7 separate regions of the Mus musculus genome follow, and all the other regions are linked to region 1. A link is a contact called in public Hi-C, HiChIP or PLAC-seq and promoter capture Hi-C data. All regions are on one chromosome and are shown on one strand. Each heading gives the region's core, a stretch centred on a gene start, on an enhancer-like site or on the middle of the called end of the contact. The rest is flanking DNA. Distances are from core to core; before and after follow the strand shown.

Evidence for each region. Promoter capture Hi-C pulls out the DNA fragments that hold promoters and counts their contacts. A called contact is a pair of places that touch in the nucleus more often than the background predicts. HiChIP or PLAC-seq counts read pairs in DNA pulled down with a chosen protein or histone mark.
Region 2: a contact with region 1 is called in a promoter capture Hi-C map of pre-B cells, with 11 times the contacts expected there. The contact joins the promoter of Ppie here to the promoter of Rlf in region 1. A contact is called at or near these places in 11 of 39 promoter capture datasets (the 3T3-L1 cell line, 3T3-L1-derived adipocytes, the C10 cell line and 7 more), 8 of 115 datasets of contacts at active chromatin or transcription factors (the SCID.adh cell line, embryonic stem cells, epiblast stem cells and 5 more) and 2 of 9 other capture datasets (adipose tissue and liver).
Region 3: an H3K27ac HiChIP or PLAC-seq map of trophoblast stem cells shows a contact between it and region 1, with 6 times the contacts expected there. The contact joins the promoter of Bmp8b here to the promoter of Rlf in region 1. A contact is called at or near these places in 4 of 39 promoter capture datasets (cranial neural crest, maxillary cranial neural crest, pre-B cells and 1 more) and 7 of 115 datasets of contacts at active chromatin or transcription factors (embryonic stem cells, epiblast stem cells, forebrain and 3 more).
Region 4: a promoter capture Hi-C map of hippocampal neurons shows a contact between it and region 1, with 6 times the contacts expected there. The contact joins the enhancer-like site here to the promoter of Rlf in region 1. A contact is called at or near these places in 7 of 39 promoter capture datasets (the 3T3-L1 cell line, cranial neural crest, frontonasal cranial neural crest and 4 more) and 3 of 115 datasets of contacts at active chromatin or transcription factors (embryonic stem cells, epiblast stem cells and large pre-B cells).
Region 5: a contact with region 1 is called in a Hi-C map of B cells, with 8 read pairs. The contact joins the promoter of Trit1 here to the promoter of Rlf in region 1. A contact is called at or near these places in 12 of 39 promoter capture datasets (the 3T3-L1 cell line, the C10 cell line, cranial neural crest and 7 more), 2 of 484 Hi-C or Micro-C datasets (B cells and muscle stem cells) and 13 of 115 datasets of contacts at active chromatin or transcription factors (the NIH/3T3 cell line, astrocytes, bone marrow-derived macrophages and 7 more).
Region 6: a contact with region 1 is called in an H3K27ac HiChIP or PLAC-seq map of trophoblast stem cells, with 19 times the contacts expected there. The contact joins the promoter of Mycl here to the promoter of Rlf in region 1. A contact is called at or near these places in 9 of 39 promoter capture datasets (the 3T3-L1 cell line, the HPC-7 cell line, cranial neural crest and 6 more), 8 of 115 datasets of contacts at active chromatin or transcription factors (embryonic forebrain, embryonic stem cells, epiblast stem cells and 3 more) and 2 of 9 other capture datasets (adipose tissue and liver).
Region 7: a contact with region 1 is called in a promoter capture Hi-C map of pre-B cells, with 8 times the contacts expected there. The contact joins the promoter of Mfsd2a here to the promoter of Rlf in region 1. A contact is called at or near these places in 8 of 39 promoter capture datasets (the 3T3-L1 cell line, cranial neural crest, frontonasal cranial neural crest and 5 more), 1 of 15 datasets of contacts at CTCF or cohesin (the NIH/3T3 cell line), 1 of 484 Hi-C or Micro-C datasets (B cells), 7 of 115 datasets of contacts at active chromatin or transcription factors (the NIH/3T3 cell line, astrocytes, embryonic forebrain and 4 more) and 2 of 9 other capture datasets (adipose tissue and embryonic stem cells).

What each region holds. Positions count from the first base shown.
Region 1 is chr4:121,213,354-121,217,454 of GRCm38.p6, forward strand. Rlf (rearranged L-myc fusion sequence) reads right to left here and starts at 1,731. Exons shown (of 8, transcript NM_001346660.1): 1 at 1,482-1,731. The coding sequence starts at 1,718.
Region 2 is chr4:123,137,761-123,141,861 of GRCm38.p6, forward strand. Ppie (peptidylprolyl isomerase E (cyclophilin E)) reads right to left here and starts at 2,191. Exons shown (of 10, transcript NM_019489.6): 1 at 2,142-2,191; 2 at 1,106-1,204. The coding sequence starts at 2,172.
Region 3 is chr4:123,102,994-123,107,094 of GRCm38.p6, forward strand. Bmp8b (bone morphogenetic protein 8b) reads left to right here and starts at 2,168. Exons shown (of 7, transcript NM_007559.5): 1 at 2,168-2,682. The coding sequence starts at 2,358.
Region 4 is chr4:123,048,829-123,052,929 of GRCm38.p6, forward strand. It overlaps Trit1 (tRNA isopentenyltransferase 1), which reads left to right. Exons shown (of 11, transcript NM_025873.3): 6 at 1-52; 7 at 324-436; 8 at 649-726; 9 at 3,238-3,347; 10 at 3,656-3,773. Among named protein-coding and RNA genes, the nearest start is that of Gm46868, 30 kb to the right of the region's middle. Within about 2 kb of position 2,068, at least 147 of the 459 cell types and tissues checked have an H3K27ac peak or open chromatin away from gene starts, as enhancers often do. A contact at or near this core is called in hippocampal neurons, where this site is marked.
Region 5 is chr4:123,014,151-123,018,251 of GRCm38.p6, forward strand. Trit1 (tRNA isopentenyltransferase 1) reads left to right here and starts at 2,443. Exons shown (of 11, transcript NM_025873.3): 1 at 2,443-2,633. The coding sequence starts at 2,460.
Region 6 is chr4:122,994,072-122,998,172 of GRCm38.p6, forward strand. It overlaps Mycl (v-myc avian myelocytomatosis viral oncogene lung carcinoma derived), which reads left to right and starts at 1,860. Exons shown (of 3, transcript NM_001303121.1): 1 at 1,860-2,079; 2 at 2,443-2,947. The coding sequence starts at 1,999.
Region 7 is chr4:122,958,995-122,963,095 of GRCm38.p6, forward strand. It overlaps Mfsd2a (major facilitator superfamily domain containing 2A), which reads right to left and starts at 2,194. Exons shown (of 14, transcript NM_029662.2): 1 at 1,947-2,194; 2 at 276-407. The coding sequence starts at 2,039.

The DNA.
Region 1 (4,101 bases), core at 481-2,980:
TCTGTCATTCTCACTAGGCTGTCCCATGAAGTCTCCTTACACCCTCTGCGTGACATTTTTTTCTCATCACTACCAAAACTGCACTAATTAATTCTGTCATTTCTTTTTGGGGGGTGGTATGAAATGTCTATTTGAGAGAGGAATATCACACTGTAAGCCTAGCCTGGGAGTCCATTATAATGCCCAAGACGCCCTTCAACTTCCATAAGTCTTCCTGGCACCATTCTAAGGGTTGGAAAAAATCTGTGGAATACATGCCTGCCCTAAATAAGAGTGATCATTATTAGTAGACAATAATGAGAATGCTGACGATTGTGCACACAAGAACTGACATGATCTAATGTATAGAAAATATTAGCAGAGAAAAATTCCAAATAGACGAAGTTCTGGGTCAAAGAGTGGGATACAAATGAACTCAACAGAGACAACTAATTCTGCCCAGGACCAACAAAGCAGATTGCTCACTACTCCAACTACAACTTTCTAACTCCACAATCTTTTCAGCACTCAATTGCTCATTAAGAGTCCACGTACCAACATACCTCGATTATTTTCTATTCTCTAAGGTACTCCAAATGAGGAGCAAAGGGATGGCAGAAACCTGATAGTCTAAGTACCAGATGCAGAAACAATGACGGCAAGCATTTACACTTGGAAGACACTCGAAAACATAGAAAAAAAACTGCAACGTGGTCACGGAGACCAAACTTAAAATCACATCTGTCAGCATGTAGCCCCACAGATTGGGACCCGCACAGAAACGATCAATCACCCGACTGCCAAAGAGGCCATTCTCTATATCTCTCTCCCGACCTCTTCCACTCAGACTAATCTCCATTACAGAGCTACCAGGCTCCATTCCTAGTAGTACAACCAGCAGATGAATACAAAACAGGTCAAAGAATGGCATAAACATATCTTTTCACACCCGCCCACAGTGGCAAAAACAAACAAACAAACAAACACCCCACAAAAACCAATCAACCGGCTCAGTATTCCCTAATCAGAAAGCTCCAGACGCCATCCAAGACCAACCGTCGTATCTTAGGGAAGCCAAAAGATGTGACTTTAAAGATAAGTCTCTGGTCAGAGCCCACCTCTCCTGATTGTTCAGAAAAACAAGGTTTTTCAGTTTGGAGATCAGCACACCACTCAAAAAAAAAAGCATCTCCCTGCAGGAACTGGCAATCGATCCCTCAGGGGGGCAGTGGCGCTCCAACCACCCGGCCAGGACCCAGGCAACAGCGACAGGGCACAGCCCTTGCAGGGAGCTCTCTGGGCTCAGGACCGCCCAGCGCAATCCGCCCGGGCAGTGACTGAAGTCGGGTTACGGCAGAGCTGGGCCTGCCCGGCCCGGGGGCGCGGCGAGATACGGGGGTGGCGTTTTTCCCCGCGAAGCCCCCGGCTGTTGAGGCGGATCCCGAGTCTCTTCTCCCGGCCTCCCCGCCCCTCCACCCTCGGCCATCTAGTCCACCCCTCACCTGGCAGAAGCTCCGGCAGTAGCTCAAAGATGAGACCTCGGACACCTCCTGCTCCCTCAGCTCGGTCTCCAGCTGCCAGAGACACGGTCGTAGGCCCGGCGCTCCCGACGCCGGAGATGCAGGGCGATGACCCCGAGCCATGGACTCAGTCTCGACTTCGGCTCCCGCCACCGCCGGAGCCTCAGCCCCAGCCCCGGCCCCGGCGGCGGCCGTGGCGTCTCCCTTTCCGTCCGCCATCTTCCCACGGCCCAGCAGCGCGTAGGCAACCAAACCACGTGACTCCGCCTGGCCCCGCCCCCAATCGCCCGTGTTAGTGACGCACCCCCCTGGCGACGCTGGCGCCAACTTTATCCGTCACTAGGACGCCGAATGTTGGTCCTCTCAGAAGTCTCCACCGCAACCGCCCTAGCAACAGCCTAGCAACGGCGAGATTCTAGCGGCCCTGGGTTCTACAGGCCCTTCAGAGTCGAGGAGCGCAAAGGGCCTAGAGACAATGGAGATATGAGAGAGATGTCTGCGGAGCAGCGAACCGAAGAGCAAGGGAAAGGCAGCCCAGAAAGAAGCTCGGAGAAAAGCATCCCCGGTTGGAGGAAAATAAAGATTGTTAGGCCGACCTGAAAACAAACTGAAGGGAATTTGGTTTAAAATGGGAATGGCATTACTAGTCGCTGGAAAAAGGATTGGTCAAAATATATGGCGTTGAGACGATTCTACTAAAAAGGGGGGGGGGGGGACTTTTAAAAAGTTGTTTTCAAGACAAGGATTCCCTGTGTAGGACTAGCTGTCCTGTAACTCACATTGCAGATCAGGCTGGCCTCAAACTTAAAAGTTCACCTGCCTCTGCCTCCCAAGTGCTGCGACTGGAGGTGTGCAGAGACAGGCTGGATCTCTGTGGGTTAGAAGCCAGACTGGTATATAGAGCGAGTTCCAGGACAGCCAAGGCAAAGCCACTGTAATCCAGCACTTGAGAGACTGAGACAGGAGGATCATGAGTTCCAGGTATTAGTGGGAGGGGACAAGAAAGAAATGCAAAGAAGAACAGAGAAGAAAAGGGAGAATGGCAAAATGGTGTGGCTGGAGCCCAGTAGATGAAGTGGTGAAAACAAGAAAAAAATATGTATATATGTGTGTGTGTATATGTATATGTGTGTGTGTGTGTGTGTATATACACATACATTATATATATATATATATATGTATATATATATATATACATATATATATATATATATATATAAAATCCAGAACATAAGATGTTTGGTCTAGTATACAAATGAGGGATACCCTCACTTCAACTGGAGGAACTCTATAAACAATGGGTCTAGATGAAGGTAAATGTATAATTTGATAATGGGAGATTTGAGAGTTATGACCTAAATGTTGCTTTCCCCTCCATGAAATATGAGCCATTGTGCTGATTGGTCAGTTGTTTGTGACTTTAATACAAAACCAGAGTCACTTGGGAGGAGGGAACCTCAACTGAGAGGTGCCTCCATCCCACTGATCCCTGTAGGCATGTCCATGACATGTTTTGTTTGTTGACTGACGTGGGATGGCCCAGCCCACTGTGGGTGGTATTACCCCTGGGCAGATGGTACTGGGAGGGATAAGCAAGGGACAGCATCTGAGCATAGAAGCAAATCAGTGAGAAGCGTTTTCCCCACAGTTCCTGCCTCTGCTCCTGCTTGAGTTACTGCTATGGCATCTGTACTGGCTAATTTTGTGTCAACTTGACACAGGCTGGAGCTATCACAGAGAAAGGAGCTTCAGTTGGGGAAATGCTTCCATGAGACCCAGCTGCAAAGCATTTTCTCAATTAGTGATCAAGGGGGGAGGTCCCCTTATGGGTGGTGCCATCTCTGGGCTGGTAGTCTTGGTTCTATAAGAGAACAGGCTGAGTAAGCCAGGGGAAGCAAGCCAGTAAGTAACATCCCTCCATGGCCTCTGCATCTGCATCTGCATCTGCATCTGCATCTGCATCTGCTCCTGCTCCTGCTCCCTGACCTGCTTGAGGTCCAGTCGTGACTTCTTTCAGTGATGAACAGCAATGTGGAAATGTAAGCTGAATAAACCCTTTCCTCCCCAACTGCTTCTTGGTCATGTTTGTGCAGGAATAGATCCCTCAATGATCACCTGGGACTGGGACATGTAAGCCACACAAACCCTTTCTTCTCCAAGTCAATTTTGGATATTGAATGGATCACAGCAATAAAAGGACAATCATCAAGCTTCTTAGGGGGAAAAAGCCTTGTTCAAGTTGTTACAAAGTGAGAAAGGAGAGAATGCATACTAGATAAGATACAGGGAGACTCTAGGGCACTGTTGAATGGTCAAGATGTTTCTTAAAAATTGTCTGTCTGTCTATCTATCTATCTATCTATCTAGTCTATCTTTCTGTTCTTCTGTCCATCCATCCATCCATCCATCCATCCATCCATCTATCCATTTATCTATTATCTATTTTTACCTCCCTGAGACTCAGTGCCCATCTGTTTTGATAATTAACTCTCCCAAGGTACAGTTAGCTTGACCAAGGAGTTTATCAGAACTGACCTCTAGAGGAATTTGTTTTTAAGACAACAGACTTTGGGCCTGGGTATGCTTAAGAGACTTTGTGAGC
Region 2 (4,101 bases), core at 941-3,440, 1.9 Mb after region 1:
GGGATAAAGCTACATACTGAGGAGCTGGAGAGATGGCTCAGCGGTTAAGAGCACTGACTGCTCTTCCAAAGGTCCTGAGTTCAAATCCCAGCAACCACAAGGTGGCTTACAATCATCCCTAATGAGATCTGACACCCTCTTCTGGTGCATCTGAAGACAGCTACAGATATAATAGATATAATAATAAATGAATCCTTTTTTTTTTTAAAGCTACATATTGAACTTCAACTTCTCATGAAGTGTAAACTGGCAAGGTAAGTTATTTAGCAAATCAACTATTTATCCAAATCTACAATTTGATTCCAGGTGCCACAGCACACACCTGTAATGCTAACTACTTAGGAAGCTAAGACAGAAGGATCATCAGTTTGGAGGCCAGCCCGGACAACACAGTTAAATCATTTTGAAATAGAAACAAAACAAAAACAAATACAGGCCAAAAAAAAAAAAAAGCCATCAACCAAATATATAATCTGATCAACTACAGATAAATTCTAAAACCTGTAAGGAGATTCAGTTTTATCCTGAGACAAATTCTGAGCTAAGAAAAAGCCCCCACACAACAGTGCCAACTAGAAAGTCAGTAGAACATTTCTTGCATATGTTTCTGCTGTAGCCCAGACTGACCTTAAACTCTATCCTCCCGCTGCAGCCTCTGAATTGCTAGGTTTACAGGCATGTGCCACCGTGGCCATCAACTACTCTACTGGTTTTTAGGGGGTGGGGAGATTCCCCAGACTCAGAGTTTAAAGATCTTGCTATTCCCACCCTGTCTCTCTCCTCTCTGCCCCTCTGCCTCTCTGTGTGTGTCTCTGCCCCTCTGCCTCTCTGTGTGTGTCTCTGTGTGTGTCTCTGCCCCTCTGCCTCTCTGTGTGTGTCTCTGTGTGTGTCTCTGCCCCTCTGCCCCTCTGTGTGTGTCTCTGTGTGTGTCTCTGCCCCTCTGTGTGTGTCTCTGTGTGATTAGTGCTGGGAACTGAAACCAAAGCCTCATATGGTGGGCAAGAATTCTACTAGAACTTAAGAATGTAAATTTAGAACTGGAATGTGACTTTAATTCTTTCCCTATCGGAGGGTAATGAGCGTTAAAGACACTCAAATGACCCACCTGTTTCATAGTCCAGAGGAATTTGAATATCTGTGATGTCTCCAAAGGGGATAAATGCAGCATGAAGAACCTTGTCGTCCACCTCTTCTGCCAGCCCGCCTGCAAATGAGCCAAGGACCTTCTGAGCCGCTGTCCTACACACTCAGAGGTCCCTGCACACCAGGGACTTTGCCTGTCACTGGTATGACAGGCAAAGGGAGGGATCTTTCCATCCAGTCCTTTGTCTACACAAACATCTCTCTCTACAGCCTACCCACACTACTTTCCTTTCTTCAATCTCCTTTTAAACAGTTCTGATTCGATCTCCAACTCTTGTGAAAGCTTTGTAACTGACCTCTCTGCCTCAATTCCTTCCTCCAACCGCCCCCCCCCAACCAAATATAAGTGGAAATGAATCCATCGGTTCTCTTAGACTTCAAAGTCTTAAATGTCACTGTCCTCAAGATAAAGTGAGAGCTCCTTGGTAGTGTACACAGGGTTATCATCCGACTCTCGCCGATCTCTCTTGTATCTTCCATTTTGTTTTCCCCAATTTCCCTGAGTTTCTCGAAAAATGACCCAGCTGCCCCTAGGCGCCAGGCTCTTTTACGCCTTTGAGCTTCGGCTCCGGTGCAGCGAACAGCTTTGCCTCTACTCTGACTCTTTGCCCAACTCCTGCTCAACTTCTGCGTCCCGGCAACAGAAAGTTTGCCCTCACCCAAGTTCCTGTCATCATTGTTAGTCCCTATTACAACGCTAGGGTGTGTAGGTTATTTCCCACTTTCTCCTAGATAGTCTGGTAACTCCTCCTTTAGGGCAGAGATCCAGCCATTCCGCACTGAATGTTTGTAAAACGAATGGGCGGGAGGGATTTGGAAGCCCAAAATTCTTGTCACTCGTCGGGGTTCCTGTGCGCTTAGTGGACTAGGAAGGTCGCCGGAATTGTCCTTCCATCTCGGGCTCACACCCTCAGGCCCAGCAAGCCCTCCATAGACCCCGGCTGCTTTCCCCCTTTCCCACATTGCTCAGACTAAGTCTAGCTCCCGCGCCTGCTCACCCACGTACAGCACACGCTTGGTGGTGGCCATCTTGCTCGCGCCCGTTTCCGCCGGAAGCCGGCACTCGGCCGGCCCCCTCGCCGTCGCCCCTCCCCTTAGGTCGGGGCGGGTCTTTGTGCGGCTGCAGGCTCCGCCCCTTCTTGGCTGTAGCTCCCAGAGCTGGAAGGAAACAAACCTTGGTCTGATCAACCTAGATATTAACGGCAATTGAACCATTACCAACACACTATGGTCCGGGCTGTCCAGGCAGCTGTTTTTGGCCAATTCGGGAGCCAAGAACGGTTTTTACACTTTGAACCGGGGTGAGGCGAAGGATCGACAATATTTCTTGAGAGATGAAAATTATATGAAATTAAAATTTCAATATCACGAAGTTTAATTGTTAGAGTATAGCCACATCCGTTCCTTTTCTATTGTCTGGCTGCTTTCATGTTACAAAGGGAAGAGACCTGTTCCTCCCACGGCCATTGATATTTTACCATCTGGCCCTTTGGGCAAAGTGTTTGCTATACTCTTGTTCTAACGTAATATTTAAATTTATAGGTTCTCAATAGCAGTACAAAACAGTAGGATCACATTTGTTTGCTTGTTAGAGTATCCCACTATGCCTTCCAGATCTCAGCCTCCCCAGTGCTGAAATCCCAATTGAATACCACCAACCTACCTCAAATAGAAATTTAACAAGTTTTATTTTATGTATTTATTTTGAGACTGGATCTTCCTATGTAGTCCTGAATATCTTGGAATTCACTATGTAAACCAGGCTGACCTTGAACTTACAGAGATCTCTTCCTGAGGGTTGGGACTAAAAGCATATACCACCACAGGAAGCTTTGCTGTATTGTTAAAGGGCTCTAGCAGGCCCAAGCTTGGTAAGCACAGGTGTGGCAGGCCTTGTCCTTCTCCCCATTCCCTCTGCCTTGCTAATAAACAAACAAACAAACAGGGTTATATTCCTAAAGCTAGCCGTAGGCCAAATAAGGTCTATTCCCTTATTTGGCCTCCTCCTGAGGATGATCACCAAGGTCCAGCTATCAAAGTATTAAAGTTCAACAATTGTATTAGTCAGGGTTCTCTAGAGTCACAGAACTGTGGGTAGTCTCTATATAGTAAAGGAATTTAATCTTAATCTTTGATCTCCCTGTCTTAATCTTCTGAAATCCATAGCCACTATGCCTCAAGATCTCCATACTGAGATCCAGGTCAGAAACTTCTATCTCTCAGCCTCCAGATTAGGGTCACTGATGAGCCTTCCAATTCTGGATTGTAGTTCATTCCAGATATAGTCAAGTTGACAACCAGAAATAGCCACTACAACAGTCAAATCCCCCCTTGGCCTACCCTAATTAATACGGTCAACCAAAACATGACCACCACATCCTAGCCATTCTATCACAGATTCCCCTCTTTTTCCTCTTAAAAAAACATCACACCCACAAGGTCATTTGCTGCTGCTGTCTGCCTGAGCGGAGAACAGTCACTTTCCCCTGCTCAGTAAAGGATCTCTCTATGGAAATAGGTGTTTGAGTGTGGTTTGTGCCTAACCCAGTGTTCAAGAGGGAACACTGTGTGCGGGTCCCTTCAGTTACGGTGCTGGAGATCAGACGTAGAGCTGAAGACCATTCCTCGGCAAATATTCTACCACTGATCCATATCCTCAGCTACTGTAGGCAGAGCATTTAGATTTTCCTGAGGTAACTTTTATAAACTTTGTTATTCAAATGTGTGTGTATACGCATACTTGTGGAAGCCAGAGGACAACTTGATGGAGTAGATTCTCTCCTCCTACCAGATCAGGTCCCAGGTTTGCAAGGCAAGCGCTGTTACCAGCTGAGCCACCTCACAGCCCCTTGAGGAGACTTTTAAGATGGAAGCTGAGCTGAGAGGCAGGAGCATAATGAGGTGGAAATGGAGGACACATGTTCAGGCAGGAGAGATGGGTAGAGGCCACCTCATGTC
Region 3 (4,101 bases), core at 918-3,417, 1.9 Mb after region 1:
CTCGACTTAGCAGGAATAGCCAGGCCTCAGGTAAACTGGCACGAGTCAGCAGGAGGAACCAGGATCACCAGGAATGCCAGGAAAAGTTTTCAGCTGTGCCTCTTAACCAGGTGAAGATCAGCAAAGACCAGAGACCAAGAAGCATTTAGCTACACAAGCAAGCCATGCCTCTGTCACTGTCCGTTGAGTCCTATTTATATGCCCTCAGAATATCAGGTGTTCTCCACGAGTCTTGAGTCTTAGCAAATTTCCCCATGCGTCTGTCTCAGCTGACATCACTCTGCCAATCAGCCTGAGTCCGCAGAAGTGGCAAGAAGCTGCACACACCACCAGAAGTTTCTGGTGCTTTTCTCTCTATGGAGTCCTGACAAATGGAGCTCAGCTACGCAGTGTAAGGTGGACCAATACACTTGTGTTGTTAGCAAGAGATCCTTTGTCATGTGTCTTTTCACATGCTTGCTTTAGCAGAACATCCTTTCTCCTGTGTCTGCTTCAGCTAAACATCCCTTTTCACCTGTGTCCACTTCAGGAAAAACACTCCTTCATGTGTTTAACCCAGCGAAAACACCATCCAACACTTTCCAGAGAACCCTTAAGGTTCCACTGCAAGCCAGTTTTAAATATTTGAGAAGTACAATGGCAAAGCATCATTGAGTACAGCAAATGGGGTCATGTTTTGTGTGGTAACTAATGTACAAGGCTGAGAGTTTAGCTCAGTGTTTGGGCATTCATTTAGCCTGTAGAAGGCTCTGGTTGCAATCCCCAGTACTGCAACGCAACACACACACACACACACACACACACACACACACACACACGAGAGAGAGAGAGAGAGAGAGAGAGAGAGAGAGAGAGAGAGAGAGAGCTCTACCCGCCTCCAGCATCAGCACCTAAGTCCATCCTCATTTCAACCTATCCTTGCCTTCAGTATCTTTGTTCTGTCTCACCTAGCCATTTTCAATGGTTAGTTGGCATATCCATTGTCTTTATGGGACTTTGAAATAGTATGGAAATTGACCTGTTGATTCGGTTATAAGACTAGTGTGTGCTTGAGGCACAACTGAAAGATTGCATTAAGGATTTAATTGACATTTAAATCTTTGAGGGGCTGGAGAGATGGCTCAGTGGTTAAGAGCACTGACTGCTCTTTCAGAGGTCCTGAGTTCAATTCCCAACAACCACACGATGGCTCACAACCATCCGTAATGGATTCTGATGCCCTCTTCTGGTGTGTCTGAAGACAGCGACAGTGTAGTCACAAACATCAAATAAATAAATAAATCTTTTTTTTTTTTTTAAACCGTTTAGGGGATCACATCAAGATGATTTTGGTGGTGTGATTTATTTGGAATATTATTTTGAATCCACGCTAAAGAATTCATAGTTGGTCAAAACCCTTATGTAGCGCACTGTCTGTTAAGCCCTTTAACGCATATCCCTCTTGGTAGCCTCTCCAGCAGCCAACCACCCAGTGCCTGAAGCTTTCTAGTTCCATTGTTGTGCGGCCTGAGGGAAGGTGTTTAAGCTCTGTGTGCCTGGGTTTCCCTCCCGGATACTCCAGAGTCAATCTGAGGTTGGATTAGCCAGCAGTGTGGTCTGTCTGGGCCTGGCAGAGAATAGCTTGGCGCACAGAACCAGCGCTCATCGGTGAAGGAGGCGTCTTCCCCGGACAGCGGGGAAGGCACCTAGCAGACAGGAGCGGCGGAGTCCGGGCCCTGGCAGCTTCTGGCGACAGAATGTGCCCCACCCTCGAGGCATGGTTGGCATCCGCCCCGCCCCGACGGCCAGTCCAATGGGCGCTTCCGGAGACATGTGGGGCCCACCCCAGCTCCCGGACTTGGGCGCTCTCCCAACTCTAAGCAATTCGCTCCAAGGTGCAGGTGTCTGCTTCAGAGACACCGACGTCTCCGCGCGGAGCCCGGAGTGTGCCCAGGCAGATGGATGGGGGCCCAGGACACCCATGATGGCTTCTCCCCGACCGGTGATACCTACCTCCGGGTCCCACTCGCTCCCTCCACCCCCACCTTTAGTAGTAGCGGTACAGACACCCTGTAGACGTGTGTCCGCGCTCGGGCCCGCCCCAGAGCCCCCATTGGTTGAGTTCACTAAGGGGAGGAGCCGAGGAAGCGCTCCGGGTTCTAGTCCCCGAAAGTCGGTCCTGCTCCGGACACTCGCTATTCCCTACCGCGCGGGCCCACGTTGCTCTGCGGGACCTACAGGCTGGGCTGCTGCCTGCGGAGCGCGTGGAGCGCAGTCGTCTTAGAGCTGCCCGCGACAGGTGCGAACTCGGGATCCGCGGCGCTGTCCCATCCTTGTCGTCGAGGCGTCGCTGGATGCGAGTCCGCTAAACGTCCGAGATGGCTGCGCGTCCGGGACTCCTATGGCTACTGGGCCTGGCTCTGTGCGTGTTGGGCGGCGGTCACCTCTCGCATCCCCCGCACGTCTTTCCCCAGCGTCGACTAGGAGTACGCGAGCCCCGCGACATGCAGCGCGAGATTCGGGAGGTGCTGGGGCTGCCGGGGCGGCCCCGATCCCGAGCACCGGTCGGGGCTGCCCAGCAGCCAGCGTCTGCGCCCCTCTTTATGTTGGACCTGTACCGTGCCATGACGGATGACAGTGGCGGTGGGACCCCGCAGCCTCACTTGGACCGTGCTGACCTGATTATGAGCTTTGTCAACATAGGTGAGTGTGCAGAGGGACCCAGGGTGTCCGCAGTCTCCACGTGGAGAGCGCATGGCTTCCTGTCTTGGAGGGACTATTCTAGCCATCTGACTGGGGATAGGCCTCTAGGAGCGTGAGGACCCTGCTTAGGGAATCGCTATGTGGCAGACTCATCACCCGGGAAGCAAGGACTACAGGGGTCAGGACTGGAAGGTCTGAGTGCTAGCGCAGGTTCCCCAGGCCTTGTCTCACCATGATGCCTAGGAGTAGTTATCTGGTGATGCCCAGGTCCCCTAGGTGGCACCGGAAGTCAGTCCTGGGGAGACTGATGAGTAAATGATGCTGTCACTGTGATAAAAGCAGCCCTGAAGAGAGGGACAAAGTTCAGTGTGGAAACCTGTGGTCATATCAAAGTGACCAGAGCTGACCCTCACGCCCGGATGGCGGGCTCTTTCTGTGTAGTAGGAACTGGTGGGTGGGGTGCAGTGTCAGGAGGTGGAGTGGACAGACTCAGACATGACTGTAGTCCTGTGGGCCTGGGCCCTAGCAGCTGGACCTTGGCCTGGCACGGAGAGTGTTCAGGCCAGTGAGTGACCCAAGGGGCAGCTGTGAGTCCATTCTCCCGAAGCGTGGCTCCTCCTTTCTCCAGGGACCTGTAGACATCAGGACCACTTTCTCCTACGAGTCTTAAAGGTCTTTTCCCCAAAACTTTTATCTGTAGCCATAAGCATTTACTGTTGGTTCAGTCCCTACCTGCTTTGCTCCTGTCTGTAACAGACAGCCTGGGGCTAGGACTGGGTACCAGGACTTGAGCTGAGAGCAGGGCAAGCAAGGAAGGGCCTTGGCATGGCCACCAGCCTCTGTACCCGAGGAGCTGCTCGCCCTCCCAGCAGGCACAGTCTCTTATTTCCCAGGCAAGGTGAGGAAAGCAGTGGCCGCCTGGAAACTACCTGATAAGGCCCGGGCTGCGTGGGTCTGCATCCAGTGCTCAGTTTTGTGACATTCCCTCCAGGGGAAGGAGAACTTTCCAGACTGTAAGCAGAGTGTGGGGGTGGGTAGCGGCAGGCCACCTTAAGGTAGGAAAAGGACAACCAAACCTCTGCTCTCTGCTCTACTGGTGGCTAAGGTGAGGTGGGGGTGGGAGTGGGGGAGGGGTCTGGGGGAGGGGGTGGGGGTGGAGCACAGTGAAGGACAAGAAGGTTCTCTGGCAGCACTGAGAGCCCATGGCTAAGAGGGGCTGCAGCCAGTGGGATCTCGATACAACCAACATTTCTGCTTAAAGACCAGGCTTGCGTCCTTAGGACACACTACATGTGGGACTTGAAACTGGCTCTCCATCCTCAGGACAGGCTGACCTATAGTGCAGGAATAGAAAAACTGAGCATAGCATTGCCCAAGAATGTCCCCAGGGGAATCTCTGATCAAAATGAGTCACCACCC
Region 4 (4,101 bases), core at 818-3,317, 1.8 Mb after region 1:
AGCTGAGAGGTTTTCACAGACGTTATAATCTTAAGAACATTTCAGAAAATAGGTGAGGATTTGATTGCTGTTCTGACTGACCCTCCCTTGCTTGCCTATGGTTGCGAGACTATAGACAAGACTGGCTCTGGATCTACTTACTGGTCCTCTGCCGCGGCAGTGGCTTTTCTTTCAGACATTCCCAGTGCTGGCGTGGGGGGTGGGGGTGGGGGGGATCTCAGTCAGGAACTGTCTAGGGCCTCACTCTCTCATCAGTGACACCCTCCAAGGCCCCACTGGCTTCCAGAGGCTGTGGCTTACTGCTGACACTCTCCTGTTCCCAGCCAGGACTATCAACACGGTATCTTCCAGTCAATTGGCTTCAAGGAATTTCACGAGTACCTGACCACTGAGGGGAAATGCACACCAGAGACTAGTAACCAGCTTCTAAAGAAAGGTGTGAATTCCTCCGTGTGTAACCTAGCCTTGGACATCCTTGGGTGATAGTCTGAGCTGAGGCTAGAAGAGTCTCAGCTAAAAATCGAGATTGTTATCTGTGGAGTCTAATAGTGCGCTTATTTCTTTTGTTGTTCTTGGGCTGGGAGGGTGCTGACTCCTAACAGAAAGAAGTACTTACCCAGATGCCATTGTGTCTGCTGTATCTTCCAGGTATTGAGGCTCTGAAACAAGTAACTAAGAGATATGCCCGGAAACAGAACCGATGGGTTAAAAACCGCTTTTTGAGCAGTAAGTCCCACTTTTCTTCTCATCTTCTGGATCCTTTTTAACAGAGTATTGATCTGTCCTAAGAATTGGACCCCAAGGTCTTTTGCATAGATGGTTATTGGGGGTGTTTTCTAATGATGTCTCAGGGGGAAAAAGAGAAACAATTTAAGTTTCCATTGAAGATGTGTCTTCACCCTGGAACAGATGGTGGTGGCTACAACAGATTGTAAGAGCAGCATAGCAATGTGTGAGCAGACTAGGTGTTCAGATCTGATTCTGTCTTCAGTTTTGTACCTGAAGAGCAGGCAGAAAGCTGCAGGGAACTTTCCCAGTTAAAGTGGGGCCTGGGTCTGGTGATCTTTACTAAAAAGAGCAAAATGAAATGTTTCTCCTTGCTTTATTTTTGTGATCATATACATGGTACTTGACTTGCTTCAAAGGAAACTTTAATGGGATAGAACGTTTTTAGGGGAGGAAGGTTTCAAGACAGTGTTTCCCTGTATAACATCTCTGGCTGTCCTGGAACTTGATGTATAGACCAGGCTGGCCTTGGACTCACAGTGATCCACCTGCCTCTGCCTCCCAAGTCCTGGGATTAAAGGTGTGCGCCACCACGTCCAGACTTGGACAGAGCTTTAAGGGAGAGAGAAGGAAAGTCTCATACTGTGTCTTTGGCACTAAATTTAGTGCTATATATAGTTGAAGTGAGGCTTCAAGGTGAAGGTAATTGTTTTACAGATAAGAACATGAAGACCTTCACCCCTGGCTAGTAGGCAAGAGAGCCCAAACACAGGCCTGACTCTTAAGTGTAGGCTCATGTTTCATTAAGCTATGCCCTTGGCTACCCGGCATTCATATCGGCCCTCAGGTCCCCAGTGGTATGCTTATGAGCTAAAAGGAGATTAATTTAAGTGTAGTGAAACTCCACTTTTATCTTGTGGACACTTTGGAAATACACTTCTGAATCATCTCCAGTTTACTTTTTGCCAGTAGAGTTCTGCTTTCAGTTATAGGTTAGGCCAGCTGAAGCCTCTGCCCCTGGCCTTTGGTGCCTTTGACCATGTACACCTTAGTGTATGGTGTCACTTCCTTCAGTTTACCCTTTGCCTCCTGTCTTGATACATAGATGGGTCCCATCTTAGTTTCAGCTGAACTTGATGTTCACAGATCTCAAGTACTTCCCTTCCCATGTCTGACAGTAAGTCTGAAACAGAAGCTTTTTGTAATGATTTAGAAGTTCCTCTTGTTGTAAGGCAATAGTAACTCCGGTCTCTGAGGCTGGAGGGGTTAATGGCACCTCATTCTGTGCAGGCTCAATCCTGGTGCCAGAGTGAAAGGCACAGCTGCCCTGTAAGTCAGGAGCCACATTTGATTGGCCAGGACTAGTCTGCTGGGATATGGCCTGGCAGAGAGCCAGAGGGACTTCCCCACCCCAGCTTGGCCTTGGACCCAAGCCAGAAATAGCAGCTGGGAGCCGAGAACTTGTTGAAAGGTGCTTAGACAGGGCACAGAAGCCCAACAAAGGACTTAGAGGAGAAAGGGAAATGTAGAGTGGCCTAGAAACAGGTGCAGAGCTTGACTAAGGCCAGGTGTGCTGTGGGTGCTGCCTGCGCTCTCCTGGTCTCACCTTTCCATGTGGCGGCAGGTGTAGGCCAGTCCGGTCTATGGAGAATCTTATTTGTGGTTGGCACACTCAAAAGGCCAGCACCTGCCAGCCGTTGGCATCTTGATGCCTTTGATATTTTTTTGTCTATGGGACAATGCTTCTTGCCTTCAGGTAACTAACTTCACCTAGCTGTGGAAGGCAGTCTAGTGTGGCTGTGGAATGCAGAGGCGAACTGTAGCTAAAGTATTACAGCACGGTTGATGTGCTCAGATGCGTGGGGTCTTTTCCTTCTCCCTCCAGTCTCATGTCTGTTCGGAAGTATTTACCGCAGAGTGGGCTTTCATCCTTTATATATGGTTCTTAAAAAAGGTGTTCGGAAACCTGGTGTTGTACTACATGGCTGTAATCCCATCACTTAGAAGGTAGAGAGGCAGGAGGGTCTGGGCTCTAAGACCTAACTCAGGTGCATAGTGAGTTTGAGGATAGTCAGGGCTGGGCCACATGACTCTCTGACACTCCTCCCCAAGAGCATGGAGGGCAGGGTGAGATTTAACTAGATCAGCCCCAAGGCTAATAGAGTAGGCACTTACTCAAACCTCTTAGCTTAGTTCCTCCTATAAAGTACTGTCTTTGTATCACAGTAGCCCACCTAGTACTCACCAGAGCTGTTACTCCGTTTTGATTTCCTTACGGATCGAAGACTCTGCACCTAAGTCCCTGTTTACATGGTCATTCGTGTTTCCTGCCTGTGAGTCAGGCTATGGGTCTTTGAGGTTGTGGCTCATATTTATAGTAGAATCATAGCATAGTCAGAGTGTCACTCCTTTGGCCCCGTGCATTCTGCTTGAGGGTTTTAAGAGTCTTAGAAACAGAAGAGATTGGAACTTGTAGGCCAGACTTTCACAACTTTTCTTTGTCGTCATTAGGACCTGGGCCCAGTGTCCCCCCGGTATATGGCTTAGAAGTATCTGATGTTTCCAAGTGGGAGGAGTCTGTTCTGGAACCTGCTCTCAATATAGTACAAAGTTTCATCCAGGTGACTATTAAGGAGGCATGGCCTATGATCAGGTTTGCAGAGTCTTGTCTTTTACTGGCACTTTTGCAGCTATTTTGGCGAGCCAAATGCCTTTTCAATGGGATAAAGCAGCAGGGCTTACTGCTGTTACATCTCTGGAGCCTGTTTTTGCTTTCACATTTAGAAAGGTTGTTGCTAAAATCTGTTAACAGCCCACCTGCTCTCTGGGGGATGAAAAAGGAATCTTGGGAAAATCCCATTCTCTTTAACATCAAAGACTTGTCCCCAAATCTCTTTGCATTGAGTGCCCCTGCCTGTTTTTCTCTTAGGGTCACAAACCTACAGCCATGCCAGTGAAGATGGCATACAATGAAAGTGAGAACAAGAGAAGTTACCACATGTGTGACCTCTGTGACCGGATCATCATTGGGGACCGGGAATGGGCAGGTAGAGTGCAGATGAGGGGCTGTGTGGAGGGTCATGGGAAATATATTTGGGTGGGTGGGGGTGTCACACTTTCTAAAACTTCGTCTTTAATAATTGAATGCTGGAATCAGCTTTGTAACAGGACAGATTCCTGAGAACCTTTCCCAGACTAGGGCATTACCTCTGTAGCCTGACATGCAGAAGACCGTTGTCCTCCAGATGCAGCTAGAATAGGAATATTCTATTGAGAGAAGTTTGTTGGCCTTTCCTGTGTAGAACTTAGTTGTGGGACAGAGAAATAAAGTTATTTTAGGCAACTCCTGCAAGCTAGTTTGGAGCGGAAGCACAG
Region 5 (4,101 bases), core at 1,193-3,692, 1.8 Mb after region 1:
TGTTTCTCTTTCTCTAGTAACAGTCACCTGGTCATGACTTGGACAGTGCAAGCCTATCTGTGAGTGAACATAGTCTGTCATCGTGAGACTGTCATCATAAAATCAGCTTCCCCTTTCTCTTTATGTACATCATTCCTCCGGCCTGCCATCTTTCTGGTGGTTGTCATGGTAACCATACCCTCTGAAAGTCTCCAGGCAAAGGCTCTACAGTTAACAACCATCATGTGAGAGTGTCTGCCGGATATGTGGCCACACATCTCCATTTTAAACTCAGCCCCAGGCGGGTACCACAAATTAGAGAGAACAAGGCTTTCCATCAAAATATCCTGGATTGAGTGAAGGAGATCTTAGGGACCAAGGACTAGGAATGGGAGTTCTCCTAAACAATATTTGTAGCTATATGGTTTAGCCTAGGTCTGGGAGAGTGGCCATTTAGCCTAAGGAGATTGAAGTGATGAAAAATATAATGGCAGTCATTCTAGGTAGGCCAGTGATATACTCAGGATTTCTGGATGTGTGGGGGACTATGTTAGCTTTTCTCCTAGGCCCCGCCCAACAGTTACCTAGCAACAGCCAGGTACTAGTCTGGCTCTTATTATCTGACTGTTCAGGCTTGCTCTCTCTCTCTTCTCTCTCTCTCTGCCCCCTCCCCACGTTTTCCCAGCCAACCTCTTCCCTTCTCTCTCCCTCCTCTCTCTTTCTGCCCTTCTCTGTCCCCTTTCTTTCTCTGCCTCCACTCCCTTCTCATCCCTCAAATAAACATTTCCTACTAGACCCATTGGGTGGCTGATACCTGGGGGTGGGGGTCTCAGCGGCCCCATGCTGAGGCACCTCCTCCTGCTGCATCATGCCACCACATTACAAAACATATCAGACTACTCGTGGCTTTACCTAGGAGCTAGACCGAAGCAGTCTCAGAGAAAAAGCACTTATGCCCCCGCCCCCATCCCAAGTGCTGACTGAACCCAGAGCCTCATGCTGACTAAGCAAATGCTCTACCACTAAACCTGCATCCTCAGACCCCTTAAACTGCCCAACTAGCTAGAGGTTAGCAGAAGGGGTATTTAAGCATCTTTACACGTTATTGAAAGATTCTCTGCCCTTAGGCTTTTGCTCTTACTTATTTAGGGAGGCAGATGGGATTGTACAATTATAATAACACAAACTGTTTAACAAATGGTGGTTGTTATGTGCCAGTGCATTTGAAGCAAGCACTTTCCAGACATTATTTCACCTTTTCCTTATGGCAATCCTTGGAAGAATGGAAAGATAAAATTGCTGAGGTTAAGAGGTGAAGTAAGGGTCTGAAGTGTGCTCAGCTCAGTGCTAGAGTGTATATTCAGCACCCAGGGGGGGCCTGGGTTCAGTCTTCAGACAAAGAGAAAAAAAAATGCTGCTAATGGAATTAATTCTGATGAGAATTAATCAGCTCTCAGCTGATAAGTCTGAGAGCTGGAATTTGAATCTAGGTTCATCGGGTTCCATAACCATTCTTTCTTAATTTTAAACTTCAGTGTGTGTGGTGTGTGTGTGTGTGTGTGTGTGTGTGTGTGTGTGTGTGTGTGTACAGAGGTCAGCATCAGCTCTCTCCTTCCACATGCGGATCCTGGAGATTGAACTCAGGTCATCAGATCTGGCTGCCAGCAACTTTACATGTTAAACCATCTCTCTGGATTCTTAAAGCCATTTCTCAAAGTGGTGTGTGGAATCTTGAAGTCTGGCCATCCTTGATTCTGATTTTTCTTTCCCTCACTTGTATCTGCTTTACCCTTTGATTTTCTTCTGCTTCCTCTTCTAATTTTTGGGTTGTCATTCACTTGCTTGTTCTTTTGCTTTTAAGCCTATCTCTTGACTGCTTTATGCCAACGCAGAGCTTTGTCCTGCTTTCTGATTGTGTCTAAATGAGTGTGGAATTCAAACATTAGAGCCATGCTCTTGACTGAGAATTGGACAGATCTGATTTTGAAGAATGACTGAGAATCGGACACTCTCTGAGCTTATTAAATCCAACGCTAAGGTAGGCAAGTCGTTTCTCTGTCCATTTAATCATTGGTGGGTGCCTGTGCTAGGCACAGGAGACTCAGCAATGAACTAGTCAGAATGTGCTTCTTGTCTTTGTGAAATTAACAGCCTGTGGTAGAACTCAGACAATAAACCAGAGGCCAGTTATACAGTTTTATTCTTGAATTAATGCTATGAGGAAAAAGAATTGGGTGCCTGGACGCAATGTAGACAGAAATATTTTAGATGGGCTGCCATCTCTCCTTTGAGAAAGCAAGTCGGTGGGCTAATCTCAGCTAGTCGAAGGCAGTTACGTCATGGGCCTCCTAAGCTTGGTACCTTTGTCCCACAGTTTCCTCCTTTCCACCCTCCCCGCGTTCTGAGCCGGAGATCCGCGCCGGCGCACTGACTGTTGCCATGGGGACAGCTGCTTCGGCGCATGCTCAGATGCCTTCAAGATGGCGGCTGCGGCTGCTGCACGAGCAGTTCCTGTGAGCTCTGGATTCCGAGGCCTGCGGCGAACACTGCCACTTGTAGTGATTCTCGGGGCTACTGGGACTGGCAAGTCCACCCTGGCTCTGCAGTTAGGCCAGCGGCTCGGCGGCGAGATCGTCAGCGCCGACTCCATGCAGGTATGGCAGCGTGCTTGGCCCGGGGGCCTGGGAACCCTGGAGGTCGCGTGCGGGCCTCTGGACTAGGGGACACCCTGTCGCGTGGCTGTAGTGGGTGAACCTCGAGGCGTATGGGGATCCAGATGAAAGGAACCCACACCTGCTAGGTACCCATTCCAATGGCAGACAGTGTCCATTGTGTCCTGTGATCGCTAAGTAACTTCTCAGGCCATTACTCTTTCGTAGATAGTACCAACAGTTTCATTTATGGATAAAAATGTTGGGGGCTGGGGAGGTGAAGTGACCTTGTGCGTGGCACATTGCAAATAAATGGAGGAGAGATAGTGGAACGTTTAAGGTTGACATCCGGTGAATTTCAGTAAGTTAATTATTCCCAAATTTTGCCATAATTCTAATTCTAGCCCAAGGTAAGTCAGATGCCACCTGTGAGTGTCTTCTTGGGCACTAGAGCAGTCAGAGGCAGCCACTGGCTTCGTGACTTCAGATCAACAGTGCCCTTTACTTGAATATTATATTTGTAAAGTGGAGGAAATGTCATTTGCCCCACAATCACAAGGCTAAAGTATTTAATAAGTGAGACATTGGAGTGTTACAGTGGAGAGAGGGAGGCCAGCTCGAAGGTCAGACATTGTGGTAAATATTGGCTGAACCTGAGGGCTTTTTTGTTTATTTGTTTTTGTTTTTTAATCCTTTTGTCCTCTTTGCGAGAGGACTTTCGGGGATGTAGGAGCATTTGAGCTAGAGAGTAGGTGACATTTTGGGTGAATGTGAGAAGAATTACAACAGCTGTTAGGCATGTTCAAAGGTGTCGAACATATACAACCAGTCGCAGAACTCATGGTTAGTAACCTAAAATTAGTAATTAATTCTTTGCCCCACTTTACCTCATAAGGCTCCTGACATTGTTTCTACCCTCATAATTTATTTTTCCATGATAAGATCATCAGCTTATACTAAAAGGTAAGGTAATGTAACAAATAGTTGTTTGCAGCCTGCTTTGTGCCAGCTTAGGGAGATAAAGAGTTTAGCTTGAACTGAATCTCAGCCAGATTTTTTTTCCCCCAACTTTTTGCTACATGAACAAAGATACCTTTGTTCCTTTGCTAAAATAGGAAGAATATAAAAAACAACCTTGTGATCATTAAATGAAATATATGTGAAGCACTTATTACAAGTGTTTAAAAAATATGTTAACAGTGAAAACTATGGTGACTGTGTGTGTGTGTGTATATGTACATTAGACCAAACTCCTTATATTGGGGAATGTTAGTCTGGCTAAACATAGAGTAAGACAGAGCTAATAAGTGAACAGAGCTACTTATAGAGCATTTTCAGGTGGGCGGGTTCAGAAGATCAGAAGAGACTACAAGTGCTGGATTTCGTGATAGACTATTAAATTTGGTAGAATTCTTGAGAAGGGAGAAATCAATGAATGTCATGGAAAGTCTCTAAAGAAGTGCCTAGGCTG
Region 6 (4,101 bases), core at 610-3,109, 1.8 Mb after region 1:
TATATAATAATAAATAAATCTTTAAAAAGAAGAAGAAGAAGGAGAAGAAGAAGAAGATTGTATTGGGAATACAGGCATGAGCCATCATACCTGGCCTTAGTGAGGTCAGTCTGGGCAACAGAGTGAGAATCTGTTTCAAAAAAAAAAAAAAAAGAACAAAATGAACAACTCAGGTAGGCCTATTTTCCAAATATAGATTCCAAGCCTCCTGTGAATTCTATGCAACAATATCTCCCTTAAAAGTTATTTTCCTGCTTACATTGGTTTCTGTTATTGTGACCAAGACCCCGGAAAGTGCAGCAACCACCACAGACATCTGCATGCCTGACAACAAGACCCTGAAAGGGAGTCTAATCCCTCTGCACCAAGGCTGCAACCAAATCAGGAGCCTTTTCTGGGCCTCCCAGTACAGCACAGAGCAGGGCATACAGGCCGTCTCAATAAAATCTGGTTGGCTAGGTCACTCAGGAAGCCAGTGCGTAAATATTGCCAGAAGTCATTCTAGGTGCAGGGACTACAAAGCGAGCCAATTCCTGCTTTCAAGGATGTCCTACACACACCTTAGACACAACAAATGGAAAATGGAGAGTCACACACACCCCCTGTCTTCTCACCCAACTCGTGGGTCATCTCACACCTCCCTGGCCCAAAACAACGGGACGTGTTTATCCTTCTGGCTTCAGTCTGTTAGGATGGCAACAGCCTGTAGTTCTGAGTAGTTAGACAAAAAGAGTAGGAGGAAGAGAAGGATGGCAGACAACCAGACACCAGACCTTGATGCCAGGTGTAGGATTCTAGATGAATTGGCTGCTATCCTAAGTTACCTTCCTTGGACCTAAATTAGTTAGTCTTTTCCTTTCTCAGAAGGTAGCCTGTTTATGATAACACAAAGGAAATATATATATATCTCCATCGTCTCGGCCAGGGATGTCATGCAAAACTTCAAACACTTTGATCCCACAGCTAGGAAGCACAAAACAGGGGCCTGAATGAAGTTTCCACACCCCTACACTCCTATCTCTAAAACAGCCGTTAGGAGAGTTTTGTGTGGAGGATGAATTCTGGGAGGCAGGGCTGTGAAGGAAGGGTCAAGTGTCAGCTATGACCTGGGGGATGACAGAGGTCTCACTACCCTCCCCAGGGATAAAGCTGCTGTTGTTCGAATTCTCTCATGTCCTTTCCTAAGGTGCTCTATCTTTTTAGTAAACAAATTCAGCCCGGCGATCCTGTGAAGTCATTACCATTCCTTCATTTCACAAGTAAAATTGGGGCTCCGAGGGATTATATATACTGCAGGCTTTCTAGCTCGGAATCTTCACTGCTATTCAAGGTTTAAGCCACTGAGCTAAAGAATGGGCTAATGGTTACTGAAGCAATGGGTTGAAGAAGCCTGGGTTCAGGGCCGAGGGCCACCAGGTGGCGCGGTGGAGGTGCAGTGTGTGCCCCACCATCACCACCACCACCTCCTCTGTCATGGGTGGGACGCACCTGAACCTGGTGGGGCGCGCCCCGGGAAGTAGACTAGCAGGGTGGGGCAGGGAGCAGCTCTAGTCCTTGGCTCTGAGTAGGCGCGGAGCGCCGCTTTAGTTAAGTCGCTTGGACCGCGGGAGCCTCTCGAACAGTCACGCCTCCACCAGGAGACTGCGGGGCTGCATCAGCTCTTCTGCTCTGCGCTCCCCAGCGTACAATTTATTAGGGAGCTTCAAGGGATAGAATAGAAACGACCAGTTCAGCCAGGAGGTGGGGCCGGCCCCACCTGTCGCCAGCGGAGAGAGGGGCGGGAGGGGGAGGGGCTTGTCTCCTAGGGACCACCCCCCCTCCTGGTCCCCAAGCCCCGGGCACGCGACGAGATATAAAGCAGTCGGGAAACAATGCGCCTGCAGATCGCGCTCCCGCGTCGATCCCGGGAGCGTCCTGGCTGCCGTGTGCGAGCGAGGCGGGGGGCGCGCGCACGGGGGGCGCGCTCGTGAGTGCGGGGCCGCGCGCTCGGTGGCGCGCATGTGTGTGTGTGCGGGCTGCCGGGCTTCCCCGAGCCGGCGGGGAGCCGCTCCGCTCCAGGTGGCGGGCGGCGGGAGCGAGGTGAGGCTGCGGGTGGCCCGGGCAGGGGTCCCCAGGGGACTGGCGGGCTGCAAGGCTGCAGACTGCCTTCGAGACAGCGCGCCCCCGCCCGGCCCTGCTGTGCCCCCGGAGCTGAGCTCCGGGCGGTGCTGGCAAAGTTTGCTTTGAACTCGCTCCCCTCAGCCTGGTCGGCCCGTTGCGAGCTGCCCTGAGCGAGCTGACCCCAGGCCAGGCTTCCCAGGAGCAGGGACCAGGGCGCGGGCTGCAAGCTGGTGGGCCTGGGGAGAGACCAGAGCCCCGCAGCCAGCTGCAGCGAGGGACTCGGAGCCGCCTCTTCCCTCGGCGGGCACCGCAGTCAGCTCGTCTCCCCCTTCCCTCCCGCAGGGAGCGGACATGGACTTCGACTCGTATCAGCACTATTTCTACGACTATGACTGCGGAGAGGATTTCTACCGCTCCACGGCGCCCAGCGAGGACATCTGGAAGAAATTCGAGCTGGTGCCGTCGCCCCCCACGTCGCCGCCCTGGGGCTCCGGTCCCGGCGCCGTGGACCCAGCCTCTGGGATTAATCCCGGGGAGCCGTGGCCTGGAGGGGGTGCCGGGGACGAGGCGGAATCTCGGGGCCATTCGAAAGCCTGGGGCAGGAATTATGCTTCCATCATTCGCCGTGACTGCATGTGGAGCGGCTTCTCCGCCCGAGAACGGCTGGAGAGAGTGGTGAGCGACAGGCTGGCCCCAGGCGCGCCCCGGGGGAACCCGCCCAAAGCGCCCGCTACCCCGGACGGCACTCCTAGTCTGGAAGCCAGTAACCCGGCGCCCGCCACCCAATGTCAGCTGGGCGAGCCCAAGACTCAGGCCTGCTCCGGGTCCGAGAGCCCCAGCGATTCTGGTAAGGACCACCCGGGGGCTAGCTAAGAGGGAGGCACCCCTTGGGTGGCCAGAGCTCTATCTACCGCTGTTTGAAATCAGGCATTAGATCTTAAACCTTCCCATCACCTCCCCATTTTCTGACTGAAGCTGTCGGTGTAGCCCCCAGCTGTGTCTGTCTGGCACGTGGGTGTGTTGGTAAACAGTTTGGAGAAGTGGGGAGGGAGCCAGCGTCCCTCTGATGGTGATTGGAGCCCCAGGGGACCAGGGCGACTTGGTGAGGGTTGGCGCTTAGAGAGGACAATACTCGGGTTGGACTGTAGGGGATTTCTGTCCTTGGGAGGTTGAAAGGGTTCCCTTAAGAGTCACTCCAAGCTTGAAGCTTTTTTGTTGCTGCCTCTTTCCCTGGGAAACTCACACTTCCCTAAGGGAGAAAAGACTGAGATACCTTTTGAGCAGAACCAAAAGCCTTCCTCCACTCGAAAACCTCCATCTCCCGCCTGCTGCACTTTAAATTGCTAATTCTCTTCTCTTACCCCAGTCCCAGTCCTTACTACTTCCCATCACTAGTGACTAGTGAGACAGGTGGAGGGAGAGTAAACGCTCCTCTTAACAGATGGGAAAACTGAGGATTAGAGACAGGAAATCAGTCAAGTGAGCCCCAGCCTCCTGCTGTCTAGTCGCTTCTTTTCCCAACTCCTTTCCCTGTCTTTCTTGGTGTTTAGAGGGTCTTCCTCATAGCTTGTTTGAGAAGAGCTACACGATGCCTGTTGATTTGGCCTTAGGAAGGTATCCAATCTCCCGCCCAATACATCTGTGGGCTTCGGCTGCTCTTCTACATTCAACATTCCTGCTCGGTCCCATCTCTGGTATTGAGATAATGGTCGTAGCGCCCCAGGCCTCCCTCCATACTGATGAAGAGCAGTCTTCACTGAGCTCAGACCACCTTGCTCTTCCCCTAGCCTCTGAGCCCCCCCCCCCCCCCACTCAGTAGAAGTACACGGGAAAGGATGCTATTGCAGGTGCAGCAGGAGGCTTTGGGCACATTCATTTCCGACAGAGAAAAGTCACTGCAGCAATCAAGAATCATGGGCTTTTGAGAGGGAACTGGGGAATTGGATGTGGAAGTTGTACAGCTATGGAGGGAAATGAGAACAGAATTAAAAAGTCTCTTTT
Region 7 (4,101 bases), core at 944-3,443, 1.7 Mb after region 1:
TCTCCCTCAGCCACTGCCCTATTCCGCCAGGCTCTCTATTGCTCCTGCCAGGCAAGGAAGAGTTGCCAGCTGTGGTTCCTGGGGCAGGTAGACCGCGCCCCCCCCCCTCCCGCACACTTCCTAAAGCCTTACTTCCCATCCACTGTGACCCTGAGTGGCAGCCAAGGAATGTGTCCTGGTCTTGTTTTACCACTGGGGAAAACTGAATGACCCTACCAAGAGCCCATCAGTTCCCTCTGGCTACCAAAGGAGCCCGAGGAGCTCCTGTTACTCACCTTAGCCACATCCAATAGGTAGATCTGCAGGAAGAATCCCAGTGCGCAGCCGGTCAACTGGTACGGGGCCCCTCCAACTGCATAGCAAAGCTTGTTGCAAATGGACAGTTGCTGCTTCTTTTTTGGTTCCTTCTGGGAAGAGAAGGAAAGAATGAAAATAAGCCCAGGATTCTGGCCACCAACCTAGAACGTGCCAGAGGCACAGACATTTATTTCTCCAGCCAACTCGGCCAAGAGGAACAGTTCTACCTTGCCCAGTTCCCACCTAGGGAAATCTCACTTCCCCAACCCCACAGGAAGTTGCCCTTAAACCCAGACTTATCCCTCCACCCCCAGACTCTGAGGAAATCTATCACCTTCCATCTTTAAAGATCTCCCAGATCAGGTGTAGTGGCACCAACACTTGGGAGGCAGAGCCCAGCAGATCTGTAAAGTCTGAGGCCAACCTGGTCTACAGAGCTAATTCCAGGTCAGCCAGGGATACAAAGAGAAACCTGTCTCAAATAAGTAAGAAAATAAATGAATAAATAAATAAATAAATAAATAAAATCTTCTCCCAGGCCCTCAGCTCCTTTCCAAGTTACCCAGAAAGAGCATGCGGTAGCAATGGGCCTGTCCCTACCTGGCACTAGCTGCCACAACCTGAAAATCCTCTTGCTGCCAAAAGTTCCCTGAGCCCAGCCCAGGCTCCCTCCCTGACGCCCCGCAGCAGCTAGGATCCACCTGCGTCCTGGATGAGTGCACCAGAAGGGGGGGGGGCGCCCAGCCCGCTGCATCCTCAGCTGTTCTTTCAATCTGTCCCAAAGTTCCCGGGCCCCTGTAGGGAGTCTTCAGCTCCAGGCAAACCCTTGAGCAGTCCTACCATCCATCTGCCTAACACGCACCCTTTCCAGCTCCTAGGGGACCTTGGAGAGGGGTAAAAAGGGCTCCAGGTGCAGGGCTCAGCCCTCTCCGGGTGGAGCACTAGGGGAGGCTGAGGTTGCCCAGGGAAAGTAGAGATTACTCATACATGGTAACAGCATAATTGCTTACTCGTTTCTTCCAAGAACAGTTAATAAAATTAAAAGGAAAAGTTAAGCACCTCCCAATTAGCTATATTGTGAGAGATTCCTTTCCTGGGGCCGCATGGTTTCATGGTGTGGTTAAATAGATCCAAAGAGTTAGAACGGATCGGAGAGAGAGGATGTCGAGACACGCGGAGCTCTGTGCATGTGAACCCTCAGTCACACAAACGCTTTCGGTATGCGGCTCCTTTAAGAGCAAAGCCCTTGTTCTTATGAATGAACTTGAGTGGCCCTCCTCAGAGTTAAAGCACGAGAGTGGGGGGTGGTGAGAGATGGAGAACCAAAGGGACTCTCAGACTTCTGGGGTCTCTTCAGGTCTAGGGAGAGAAACTAGTGTGGCTCAGCACAGTAGAACCTAGAGCGCTGGGGAGAGCCCCACGCCGCGTAGAGTTGCCGGCGCCTCTCTTGGCGCAAACCCATTGTAGGGGTGTGCAAAGGGGCTTCAGACTTTCTCCATCACTCCCGGTCCCAGAGCACTCCTTGCTTTTTTCAAGCTTCGCTGTACCCTGTTACCGCCAAGTGTCCCAAGGCCAGACCTAGTCTCCGACGCCCCTATACCCACATCCCGGCCGGCCCACCACCCCTTGCCCTCCTCTCGGGACCTCACCTTCACCTGGACCGGCCGTTCACTGGCTTGGAGGATGCTGGTGGGGAGCAGCCCCGCCGCGGAACCGCTCTCGGCGCCTTCTCCTTTGGCCATGACCCGCGGGCCACGCCGCGTGGGACCGGGACGCCGGGATGCTCTTGTGTTCTGCCGGCCGGCACTCGCCTGTGGCTCCGATCCTAGGCGCAGCCCCAGCCACTACTACGTTCGCTAGCACTTAGCAAACCAGGAACGCCGGCGATGAAAACTCCCTAGCACGTCCCCTCCGCGCCTCTTAAAGGTTCGGGCCTGCGCCTCCAGCCAATCCCTGCACGCGCCTGCCCATCTCGGCTGGCGGAGCCTCGCTGCTCAGCCACGTTCTCAAAGCCGGCAACCCACACCGCGTGCTCCTAACTACCTAAGCAAAGCTGAGAAACCCACCTGACTCGCCCGAGGAAACTGAAGTCCCAGGCTGAAAGTGACCTGTCCGAGGTCCCCCAGAGTGAGTTTTCCCTGAGTAGAGCCTGTGGCCCTTGACTTCTGAATCCCCATCAGCTCCTTTTAAAATCCGGAGTCAGGTGGCTTCTCCCCTCCCCCAAACCTGAGGCCATGGGCTGTAACTTTCATTATCAATGTCCCTCGTGTCTCAAGATCGACAATTTCCTCTTCCTCCCTTTGAAAAGTAGGGGCCTTTTTCAATGGGACAGAAAAATTACCAAGTCCAGTGGCTACCGCTTCCAGGCAGGGGAACTCGCAAGTTCTAAGAAGGAGCCATGGCCACAGCAGCCGTTTATGGGTAGCTTTCTAACAGGCTTAACATGACCTCACTGGGTGCTTATGAACGCCATCTGAGGGTGGTACTATTATTATCCCCATTTTACAACCCAGGAAAGGGGGACACAAGAAGAACAGCTGTTGCGACACAGACAGGCCAGAAAGGTTTTGTCCAGTTCCAAAGTCTTTACTCATAACTCTCCTGCTCTGCCCCTCAGCATAAATTACAGAAGGCTGAGCTATGTCTGTGCTCCCAGACAGGAAGCCCTGGGAGATACAAGACGCCAGCAGCCCTCTGTGTCGAAAAGAAAAGAAAAGAAAAGAAAAGAAAAGAAAAGAAAAGAAAAGAAAAGAAAAGAAAAGAAAAGAAAAGAGAGAAGAGAAAAGAAAAGCTTTGAGAAAGAGCATGCAGAGGAATGTGGTCCTTGAAAGAAGGGAGGACCGTCATCATCTAAACAGAGGCCAGGCATAGGTGCCAGCAGAGAACGGTCTTTGCTGCCTTTCCTTCCACCTCTGCTAATGGCACTCCAGCCTTCACAGATCCCCAGGAGCCTGGGTCAAGTCCAGCTCTCCCTCTTCAGTGAAGTTACTGCTTAGACTCTCAGAGACCGCTCACACAGGACCTGTGTTTCTCAGTGTCAAGCTTTTTTTTTTTCCCCTCCTCTTAGTTCAGATTGCAGGGAAGAGCTATTGAGATCTGACTCCTCCACAATGGCCACAGCACCCTTGTGTGCCCTGGCACATCACTGTCCAGAAACAAGCCAAGGGAAATAGTGAAGACTGTAAGAAGGCCTGTTGTCCCCACTGTCACACTGCCCTCTCTCTCTTCCATACTATAGGAGGGAAGCTATGGAGTCCTGTACAGTCTCTTCCAGCCCTAAATTCTTCACTCCTTTGAATGGCAGCATTCCAGAAGTGATCTGAATAACCGAGCCAGATTATGCCCTCCTTGAAAATAAGAACTCTATCTCTTTCACTCCCATATCCCACTAAATCACAGTGAGTGTGAGCTGAAGCACCAGAGGAGCCAGCCCATTCAGAAAAACCCCAGGCACCTCCATGGACGGGCTATCTAGTTGTTCCTGAACAACTTTATTAACCTCCTTGTGTACAAAATAGGGACCTACCTAATAGCGTTGTCTGGGGGATAAGACAAGAAGTTGTACAGGAAACATTTCGCGCACAAGGACTCAGGAGCTGAGGCTGGGCTAGTTCCCCTCCTGGCCCGATTCCAGTCTGTCAGTGTAGCAACGCAAGATTCCAGATATGGCCTGACCAAGCCAGTACAATAGACCTATTATTTCCCCCAGTCTGGACACGACACATTGTTAATGCAGCCTAAGACTGCTGGGTTTCAGAGCCTTTCTCTCCCGTGATTAGTTCCCATCAGGTTGTGGTTAGCTAA